2 separate regions of the Pan troglodytes genome follow, and region 1 is linked to region 2. A link is a contact called in public HiChIP or PLAC-seq data. All regions are on one chromosome and are shown on one strand. The core of a region is the stretch at or near the end of the contact, and the rest is flanking DNA. Distances in the headings are between cores, read along the strand shown. Region 1 holds the start of CDCA8 (cell division cycle associated 8). Region 2 holds the start of MTF1 (metal regulatory transcription factor 1).

Region 1 (4,701 bases), core at 2,161-4,660, 170 kb before region 2:
CTAGCTGCGTCACCATGGGCAATCTGCTTAAGCCTCAGTTTCCTACCTGCATGGAATTAAGTGCAGTTAAGTCACAGATATGTTGAAGAGACTTTATAACGTAATATACATAAACCCCTTAGCTCTAGCACCTACTAAGTTTACACAGCTCCTCACTGCCTTTTACCAAAGAAAACTATAGGGCAGAGCTAATAGGCTTTCTCCGCTCCTTTTCTCTTCTTCTTTTGTGACTTCTAATAAGCCCACCACTGCCATGTCTAGTCTCTGACAAAGAAAATGCCAGAAAATGGCTTTCTGACCGAGGTCCCACTGCCCCAGATGGTAAGTAAGGAAGGTTGAGATACCTCCACATGCCACGCTTTCAAGGAGAAAAACACCTTCTGGACTGACACTAGCTACATATAAAACACCTCGTTTTAAAATCCTTCCACCAAGAAAGAGCACTACGGAGCTGCTTACAGCCTTTCCCCTAGCTTGTCCAGGGCGATGTCACCAGCCGCCAGCTGCTTACGCCTCAGCCGCTCTTTTAAGTCTGGGAAGGCCCGAAGCGCCGGCACATCCTCAAACCGCAGGTTCTGTGCAGCCTGCAGCTGCTCCGCCAGGTTGCTGAGGGAGGACAGGAGGGGCTGGCAGTCCCGCAGGGCACTCTGCCACAGGCCCTGCTGCTCCTCCACCACGGGGAAGCACTTCTTCAGCGCCTCCTGCACGGCAAGCAGAGGCCGGTCTTGAGTCATCTTCTGCTGAAAAAGATAAAAACAGAAAATAACCACGTTGGGGTGCCAAGTCAGTCGGGGAGGCACTGGGTCGAGGGTGGGCGTCATCTCTGTCATCGTGTTCAGACAGGAGTTGTCTTACCTCCAGAAGCAGGGGTTTTTTTTGTTTTTTTTTTCGAGACGGAGTCTCACTGTCGCCCAGGCTGGGGTGCAGTGGCGCTATCTCGGCTCACTGCAACCTCCGCATCCCGGGTTCAAGCAATTCTCCTGCCTCAGCCTCCCGAGTAGCTGGGAATACAGGTGCCCGCCAACACGCCTGGCTAATTTTTGTATTTTTAGTAGACGGGGTTCCTGACCTCCGGTGATCCGCCTGCCTCGGTCTTCCAAAGTGCTGGGATTACAGGCGTGAGCCACCGCGCCCGGCCTGCCTCAGCTTTCTGAAGGAGACCCTGGTTTCCCCTCGGGAAGGGTAACCTGGATAGGGCAGTCTCCTGCTTCAGAGGATTCCTGGCGTCCAAGCGCCGTCTCTTCTCTGACATACAGTCCTGTCTCCCCTGCCCGAGGCTGCCGGTCGCGTTCCTGAAAAAGCGGAAAAACTTAAAAGTCCAGACAGCCAAAGCGTGAGAACCCTCCAGGGACTGCACCACGCGCCCACAGTCTCTCTGCGCATGCTCACACGCGACCGCCCCACAAAGCTACTCCGCGGGCCTGCCTGGCTACTGAGTCGCGAAAATATATCGTAGTGCCGCAATGACTTCTGGGTACTGTAGTCCAACATGTGGATTGGCCACTCGGCTTGAAGCTTCCTTGGGATTGGATGTTGGGACCGTCCAAACACGGCGACTTCTCATTTGTCAGCCTGCGGCAGTTTAAATTGGGTGGCGGTGGTGGCATGTCCTGTTAGCTGTGGAGTCTTTTCCTCTTATCTTGCGCCTCCGGTTGTGCCTTAATGACACTTTTGACATTGTGTATCACAACCAACTGGCAAAAACTAGTAAATCACGGGCTCCTGACGTGGCAGCTCTGGCTAAGATGCAGGTGGACGTCCAGGTGCCCAGGGAGTTCGGGCTCATTGGGGAGTAGGGTGAAGGAAACCCTGAAACCGAGAGGCTGGAAGCCCGACTTGCGCAGCATAAAAACACCTGCAGGGGGAAAGCTTACATGAGGTACGGGTTGTCATCCCGTCTCATCTTGGCCATCTGACTGATGGAGATCCTCAGGCACCCAGCAGACTGGGGTGTCACCCCCACTACCCACTGCCCAGGGCTGACCTCGGGCGGAAGAGCGACATTCAAATATTTGTTGCATATGGAGCAACAGACCAGGGTGGAAGAGAGAGAAAGGACTTTCCAGGAAGGTCCAGGCTTGCCAGGGCTTCTATGCTTGGACTGCTCTGTCCCCAAGCTCGCTGGTGCCCATCAGGAGCCTGCTTGGCACCTTTGCTTATTTCTTCGATTGTTCCTCAACTCAGAGGGGGAGAGGCAAGATTATCACTCCCATAGCCTATAACATGCACGCTTAAACACAACCCCTCTGACATGGCTTCAGACCGCATCCACAGGTGAAAAGCACCAAATCCAAACAATCAGGCCACAAACCCGTCAAGAGCTCGCCGGTCTGGCCGTCCAGTCGCCGCCCGCCTTGAGACTCAGCCTGAGCTACAGCTTCGAAACTAGCCTCTAGCCTTCTGGGTCTCAGCACAACTCTTAGGCAATCCAACCCTGTGGCCGTGGGCAGATACCAAGATGCACAGTTAGCACCTCCGACAGGACCGCGGCTCGGCGGGGCTCGCCGTCTACACGCCCATTCCCAGGCCCACGGCCACGACACCCAGAGCTGCCTCCTGCCCTGGGCTCCCTGGAGCCTGGTGGCCGCGGCTCATGCTGCAGTCACCGTGTAGCCAGCTGCCAAGCGCCACTACTTGCACCTGAAGTCGCAGCCCCGCGCTGCGCACCCAGTCGAGGCGCCAACACGCGAACTGGGCGGGAGTGGCCGGCCCGCGGGGGAGCGAGGAACGATAGGGTTCCCCCAACTCGCTGCCCAGACTGGCCGCGGGATAGCGCGCCCACCCCAAAGCCTGCACCCCTGCCCTGCTCCTCTATCATTCCGTCCCCCTTGCTCCGTCAAACCCTGCCGGGGCTGCTCTGTCTCTGCCGACCCGCCACTTGCCCGAAGTTCGGCCTGGGGAGCTTGGGGCCCTGAGGAGCGCCGACGTAGGCAGCCAGCCAGTCAATCAGTCAGAGGGTCACGGCGGCCCCTTGGCTACTCAGTGGCAGCCAGGCCAGAAAGAAGCAGACGCCGACCCTGGAGCGGAATCCTACAGCCGACCTGACCTAGTAGGCCCCCAGCCCTCCAGAGCTTGGGGTATTGCAGAGCCGCCGCAAGGCCTGCCGGGAGTAGTAGTTTGTATAGTTTGCAGCCGGCCAGGGCGGAGCCGGGTGGGTTGGTGGGGAGGGCGGGGAAACAAGCCTGGACCACAACTCCCAGGAGTACCCGCGACGGCGGCGGCCTCGCTGTCGCACTCAGGCTATAGGGGGCGCATTGGGCGGAAGACCCTGGGCCGGCAGGAACTTGCTTGTGATTGGATGTTGTGGGACGGCGGCTTCTCATTCGTCAGCCTGTGACTGTGGAGTTTGAATTGGGTGGCGGTTGACTGTAGAGCCGCTCTCTCTCACTGGCACAGCGAGGTTTTGCTCAGCCCTTGTCTCGGGACCGCAGGTACGTGCCTGGCGACTTCTTCGGGTGGTCCCCGTCCGCCCTCCTCGTCCCTACCCAGTTTCTTGCTTCCCTGCCCCATCTCCGCCGCTCCCCGCAGCCTCCGCCGAGCGCCATGGCTCCTAGGAAGGGCAGTAGTCGGGTGGCCAAGACCAACTCCTTACGGAGGCGGAAGCTCGCCTCCTTTCTGAAAGACTTCGACCGTGAAGGTAAGGGGCCAGGCCGTCGCGGCCTCCTGGGGCGGTCGCGGGATGCTGGCGGGTGGGGACACGAGCTGCACAGATTCGCCCGCCCGTGACCCGTGTCCTGTCGGCTCTGCCCTCCCGCAGTGGAAATACGAATCAAGCAAATTGAGTCAGACAGGCAGAACCTCCTCAAGGAGGTGGATAACCTCTACAACATCGAGATCCTGCGGCTCCCCAAGGCTCTGCGCGAGATGAACTGGCTTGACTACTTCGGTAAGAGCTGGAGAGCTTCCCTGGGCGGAGGCCGGGAGCCCCTGGGGGTTAGGTGACACCCTTCAGAAAGGGCTCGCTCAGATGTCACCTTTTAATGAGATCTGACATGACCACTTATGGAAAATTGCAGACCCTTTCACTCTCTGTCTCACTTCCCTACTTCATTTTTCTCTATGAAAAATGGGGGGGGGGGTTGGGGGGCGGCGGGCGGGGCGGTCTCTGTCGGACAACTCAGCTCTGCTGTTACAGGTCCAAAACAGCTGTAGTGAATGGGCATGGATGGGCTGTATTCCAATAAAATTTTAGTTATGGATACACTGAAATGTGAATTTCACATAATTTTCACACATCAGGAAATTTATTTAATTTTTTTTAAACAGAGTCTCACTCTGTCACCCAGGCTGGAGTGCAGTGCAGTGCAGTGGTGCGATCCCTGCTCACTGCAACCTCCACCTTCTGGGTTCAAGTGATTCTCCTGCCTCAGCCTCTGGAGTGGCTGGGATTACGGTCGCCTGCCACCATGCCCCGCTGATTTTTGTATTTTCAGTAGAGACGGGGTTTCACCATGTTGGCCAGGCTGGTCTCGAACTCCTGACCTCAAGTGATCCGCCTACATAGGCCTCCCAAAGTGCTGGGATTACAGGAGTCAGCCACTGCGCCCGGCCAGAAAATAGTATTTTTAAAAACATATGTATATTTTACCCATTTAAAAATGAATGAATAAATGACATGGTTAGTTAACCAGAGCTCAGATAGAAGAATAACCCGAAGCAGCTCCTTCTGCAGCTTATGGAAATTGCTAACCTAAAAATGGG
Region 2 (4,566 bases), core at 303-2,802:
AAATGAAAACTTATTTTAGATAACCTGCTCTCATTTACTGTCTCTTGCCTGAATTTCCTTTTTTTTTTTTTTTTTTTTTTTTTTGAGACTGAGTCTCTCTCTCTCATCCAGCCTGGAGTGCAGTGGCACGATCTTGGCTCACTGCCACCTCCACCTCCCAGATTCAAGTAATTCCCCTGCCTCAGCTTCCCAAATAGCTGGGATTACAGGCACCCGCCACTATGCCTGGCTAATTTTTCTATTTTTAGTACAGATGGAGTTTCACCATGTTGGCCAGGGTGCTCTTAACCTCAGGTGATCCACCTGCCTCGGACTCCCAAAGTGCTGGGATTACAGAAAGTGTTGGGATTACAGGCATGAGCCACTGTGCCCAGCCTGAATTTCTTTCTTTCTTTCTTTCTTTCTTTCTTTTTTTTTTTTTTTTTTTAGATGGAGTCTCACTCTATCGCCCAGGCTGGAGTACAGTGGCATGATCTCGGCTCACTGCAACCTCTGCCTCCCGGGTCCAAGTGATTCTCCTGCCTCAGCCTCCTGAGTAGCTGGGATTACAGCCATGTGCCACCAAGCCTGGCTAATTTTTGTATTTTTAGCAGAGACAGGGTTTCACCATGTTGGCCAGGCTGCTCTCGAACTCCTGACCTCAAATGATCCACCCACCTCAGCCTCCCAAAGTGCTGGGATTACAGGCGTGTGCCACTGTGAAATAAAAGTTCATTAAACATTCACTAAGATAATAAAACATATTCCAGCAGATACTCATCTCCAAAACAAATCATTTAAACACAACCAGGAGATAAGCCAAATATAGTTACTTCTTTATCAAATAAGCAAACTCCAGTTATTTCCCTGTAGATAAGCTAAATAGTTATTTTAGCACCAGAAACATGGGTCTACTTAAGTGAAATTTCTGTTTTATTTATGATTTGGGGAAGGAAATTCGAGAAATTACAATTTGATATTCCCAATTCCCAAATTTCAATGTGGCTATACAAACCAAAAGTTCCAGAAGCAATCACAACAAAACCTGAGGCATATGTTGTTGATAGCAAAACTACTTAAGTCCTAACCCCATGCACTCCTTTACTCCCCAGCTAAAATTTGCACCAAGAATTTTGTAAGGACTTGCCCCAAAACCAAACTAGGCCCTCACTGACTGCTTTACTTACTTCTTTACGTTTTGTTTCCGGACATTCCGACTGCAGAGTGAGGGTTGCACCTTCAATATTTCTTGGCATGGGTGTGGAACCAGGGTTTATTGTCAAATGAATCTGATCTGGTGAGATAATGTGCTGCACATAACCCTGGGACATTGCTTCATGATCTATCAGGTGAAAGCCCTCTTCACCCCCTACTAGAAAAGGCAAGTGTTCTCCGCACTGTCCGTCGTCATCTTCATCCTCCAAAGTGCCAGGGTCCTGCTCAATAAGAACAGTGGTCCTATCATAAACAGTTCCAGATGAGGAAGGCACCAGTCCGTTTTTATCCACAAACCTGAGCATTTTATCATCGGGGGTCAGCTCATCTTCCTCTGCCTCAAAGTAGATGATGTTGTTGTCTGGACTGTGTTCCCCCATGGTTCAGTTGTGCTCAGCCCAATTGTGAGAAATGAAAACGTAATGACTTGTCTGCAACAGAACAAAGCCAGAGTTAGAGTCATACCACAAGACCCACGGACCTCCTCAGCAACCACAAGGCTCATTTTCCCTCTCATTTAAAGAGCAAGCCAAAGCAAATGAAAAACCATCCTTGGGAATAATTTTTTTTTATTTTAACTTTAAAACCATCAAGTCATTTTTAAAGAAAAGCAATGCTGACTGGGCGTGGTGGCTCACGCCTGTAATCCCAACACTTTGGGAGGCTGAGATGGGAGGATCGCTTGAGGCCAGGAGTTTGAGATCAGCCTGGTCAACATAGTGAGACCCCCATCTCTAATAAAAAAAAAAAGAAAAAGAAAAAGAAAGAAAAGCAATGCTTTTCAAAAACTGAATAAGTTCATAAGACCTTCTGAATACGCCTGTCAAACAATTTGAAACTTGGTCAAAAATTTAAAGGGGACAAAAGAGCAAACAGAACAGCAGCTGCTGAAAGGCTGACTTGCTACAAATCTTAAGGGAAACTCCATCCACTCAAATATCCTCCAAATCAGACCACGAGGCAGTAAATGGTTTCATGCAGTTTATGAGAAGGAGCAAGGCTTTGGAGGCAGAGTCATCTACCTACAAATCCTGTCTTTGCCTTTTACTACATGGGTAACTTTTCTGTGCCTCATTTTTCTTACGTGCAAGGTGGGACCAGTAATTCCTGTTCTCTCAAAGTTTTTATAAGAAATAAAAGAGGCAACATATGTAAAACACAATGTTTGGTAAATAGTAGAGGAACAAGTATGAATTCCTTCCCCCCTACCTAGAACAGATGTTTCAACCTTCTGGGTGGAAGGGCTATTCCTCAATCAGGCACAAACAACGAAGATCACTGTATCTATTTATGTCCTAAAACAATATGGTGTCAACAAGAAGTTATGGGTCTGTGGTGGGCTCTCGTCCCTGAATCAATTGAGTCTTATTATTTTTGTTTCTACAGCTCCTAGCATAGTACACTGATACTATGATAAGAGTTCAGGAAATGTCAGCTAAATGAATGAAAGACATGGCTACATACTCTCTCGCGAAGATATACTATCTTGGGAAGATACATTCTCTTGAGAAAAATACCACATTTGAAGCTTTCATGTTCTGGAATAGTGATTCTTCCTTCATCTGCAAACACAGGCTCTACAAATGTGGGTTTGGCAGGCAGAACAGAGAATTTTAAAATAATCAGCACATCCCTTTTAGTTTTCAGTCTGGCTTTGCGCTTTATCTTTCTCTTCTGCTCTGGGTTAGAAAGTGAGCCTTTACTTAGTGGGATGGCTAGACAGTTACCAGAGACAGGCCAAAGGATTGGATCCAGGAGGTACCGGCCCGACCCCTAGCTCTGGCTTACGCAACCCCACAGATGTACATTTCGCTGCATCTGAGCAGAGAGAGAAGAGCACCGAGGGCCCCAGTGGGCTGCCCCGGCACCCTCGGCGGCAACGCGGAGACCAACTGTCCGGAACAAACAAGACCAGGAGGTTTGAGGGTAGCCAACGAGGAGTGCGAACAGAGCCCCCTTGAGAGGAGGCTGGGAAAAGGAACCTGTCTGGGATAGCCCCCAGCACAGGGCTACACAGAAAAATCCGAAGACAAGCTGGGGGTCTCCAAGCAAGGAGGAGAGGGGCAGGGTCCGGGTCTCCATGGAAACAGGGAAGGGGGGCTGGATACCCATCCCCATGGAAACGGAGAAGGGGTGGGGTCCCTATGGTGACCAGACTGAGGTCTCTATTGGGAAATGCTTCAGGAGGGAGCCTAAGTCCCGCGCCTCCCGGTAAGTCCCAAGCCCAGGCCGAGTCTAGTTTCGCCTTTTACCTCCGCGGCTCCCGGCAACGGCGGCAGCAGCAGCTTCTCCCCTCCCCAGCGGCACCATGATTGCCCCCACCTTCCCCTAACGTCACTTCCGCTTCCTCTTTCCGGAGGAAGGTGGGGACAGAGGATCCGCCCCTCCCTGGCGCCTGTGGTTGGCTCAGGTTGTCAGGGGGCTGAGCTGCAGCCTCCAATTGGCGAGCGGGGCACCGAGGGGAAGGCGCCCAGGAGGTGGGTTCATCCGCGTGGGGAAGCGCCCGGGGTGGCCACGCGCGGCCCGGAGGGTGTCGCCCTCGCGGCACCGGAGTCAAGGAGAAGGGAACGAATCCCCAAGGAAGAATCCGAAATGTCCTCAGCCAGGTTTGCGCTGACCGCCCTCGCCCTGGCAGCCACAGCCGCAGCGGGAAGGACCACAGTTGGCAGTCAGAACCCTGGCTCCAACCCGCCAGGGGAGCCTGGACGGCCGCGACGTTCCCGGGTTTCTCCTGCCAGGACCCCGGCCTTCCCTTCAGCACCCATCAAAGTTAACACAGGCAGGAGGCCCAGAAAGGAAGACAAGACCCCAAAGGCAGAACTAAGAGTATTCTAAGCCCAGCTGGAGAGGACGCCGCCGCCTCTTCCCCTTCTCACGCGCTTGCCTAGGACCCCCAGCTCCCTTCTCACGCGCTTGCCTAGGACGCCCAGCTCCCTTCTCACACTCTTGCCCAGGCTGGCGGTCCCAACTTTCTTCCCCTGCAAGAGGACGCGGCTACGGCGGGACTCATGCCCGGGCCAGTTAGCGCCACCTACCGGCCACTCCCTTCCTTTCACCGTTCACATTGTCCTGCAGGCCCGTGTCTTAAACCCATTTTACAGTGCCCAGAAGTAGTGGGCATTCGTACCCAGGAAGCGATTCTGCCTTCGTTATGCCCCTGTCCTTTCCAAATGCCTGGAGGATCTAGCTGTTAGATCCTCCCAGCTGCCACTGCCTGTTTTAACCATAAGCTGCTTCTCTCGAATATTCAGAGTGGGACAACTCCAAAGACCAGACCAGGGGTCAAGGGGTTCAGGTCAGTGCCATAACCATTTCTTGCTGGAAGTATGTGAATTGTGACTGGTACCCACCAGACTGCCAGGAATATGTCTC

What was found. HiChIP or PLAC-seq counts read pairs in DNA pulled down with a chosen protein or histone mark.
Region 1: an H3K4me3 HiChIP or PLAC-seq map of stem cell-derived excitatory neurons shows a contact between it and region 2, with 3 times the contacts expected there. The contact joins the promoter of CDCA8 here to the promoter of MTF1 in region 2. A contact is called at or near these places in 1 of 7 Hi-C or Micro-C datasets (stem cell-derived neural progenitor cells) and 1 of 1 datasets of contacts at active chromatin or transcription factors (stem cell-derived excitatory neurons).

The regions. Positions count from the first base shown.
Region 1 is chr1:193,297,638-193,302,338 of NHGRI_mPanTro3-v2.0_pri, reverse strand. It overlaps CDCA8 (cell division cycle associated 8), which reads left to right and starts at 3,410. Exons shown (of 10, transcript NM_001246430.1): 1 at 3,410-3,637; 2 at 3,758-3,886. The coding sequence starts at 3,544. It overlaps AIRIM (AFG2 interacting ribosome maturation factor), which reads right to left and starts at 3,670. Exons shown (of 6, transcript XM_063803468.1): 1 at 1,426-3,670; 2 at 1,188-1,292; 3 at 460-737. The coding sequence starts at 1,491.
Region 2 is chr1:193,129,619-193,134,184 of NHGRI_mPanTro3-v2.0_pri, reverse strand. It overlaps MTF1 (metal regulatory transcription factor 1), which reads right to left and starts at 1,552. Exons shown (of 10, transcript NM_001280131.1): 1 at 1,167-1,552. The coding sequence starts at 1,499.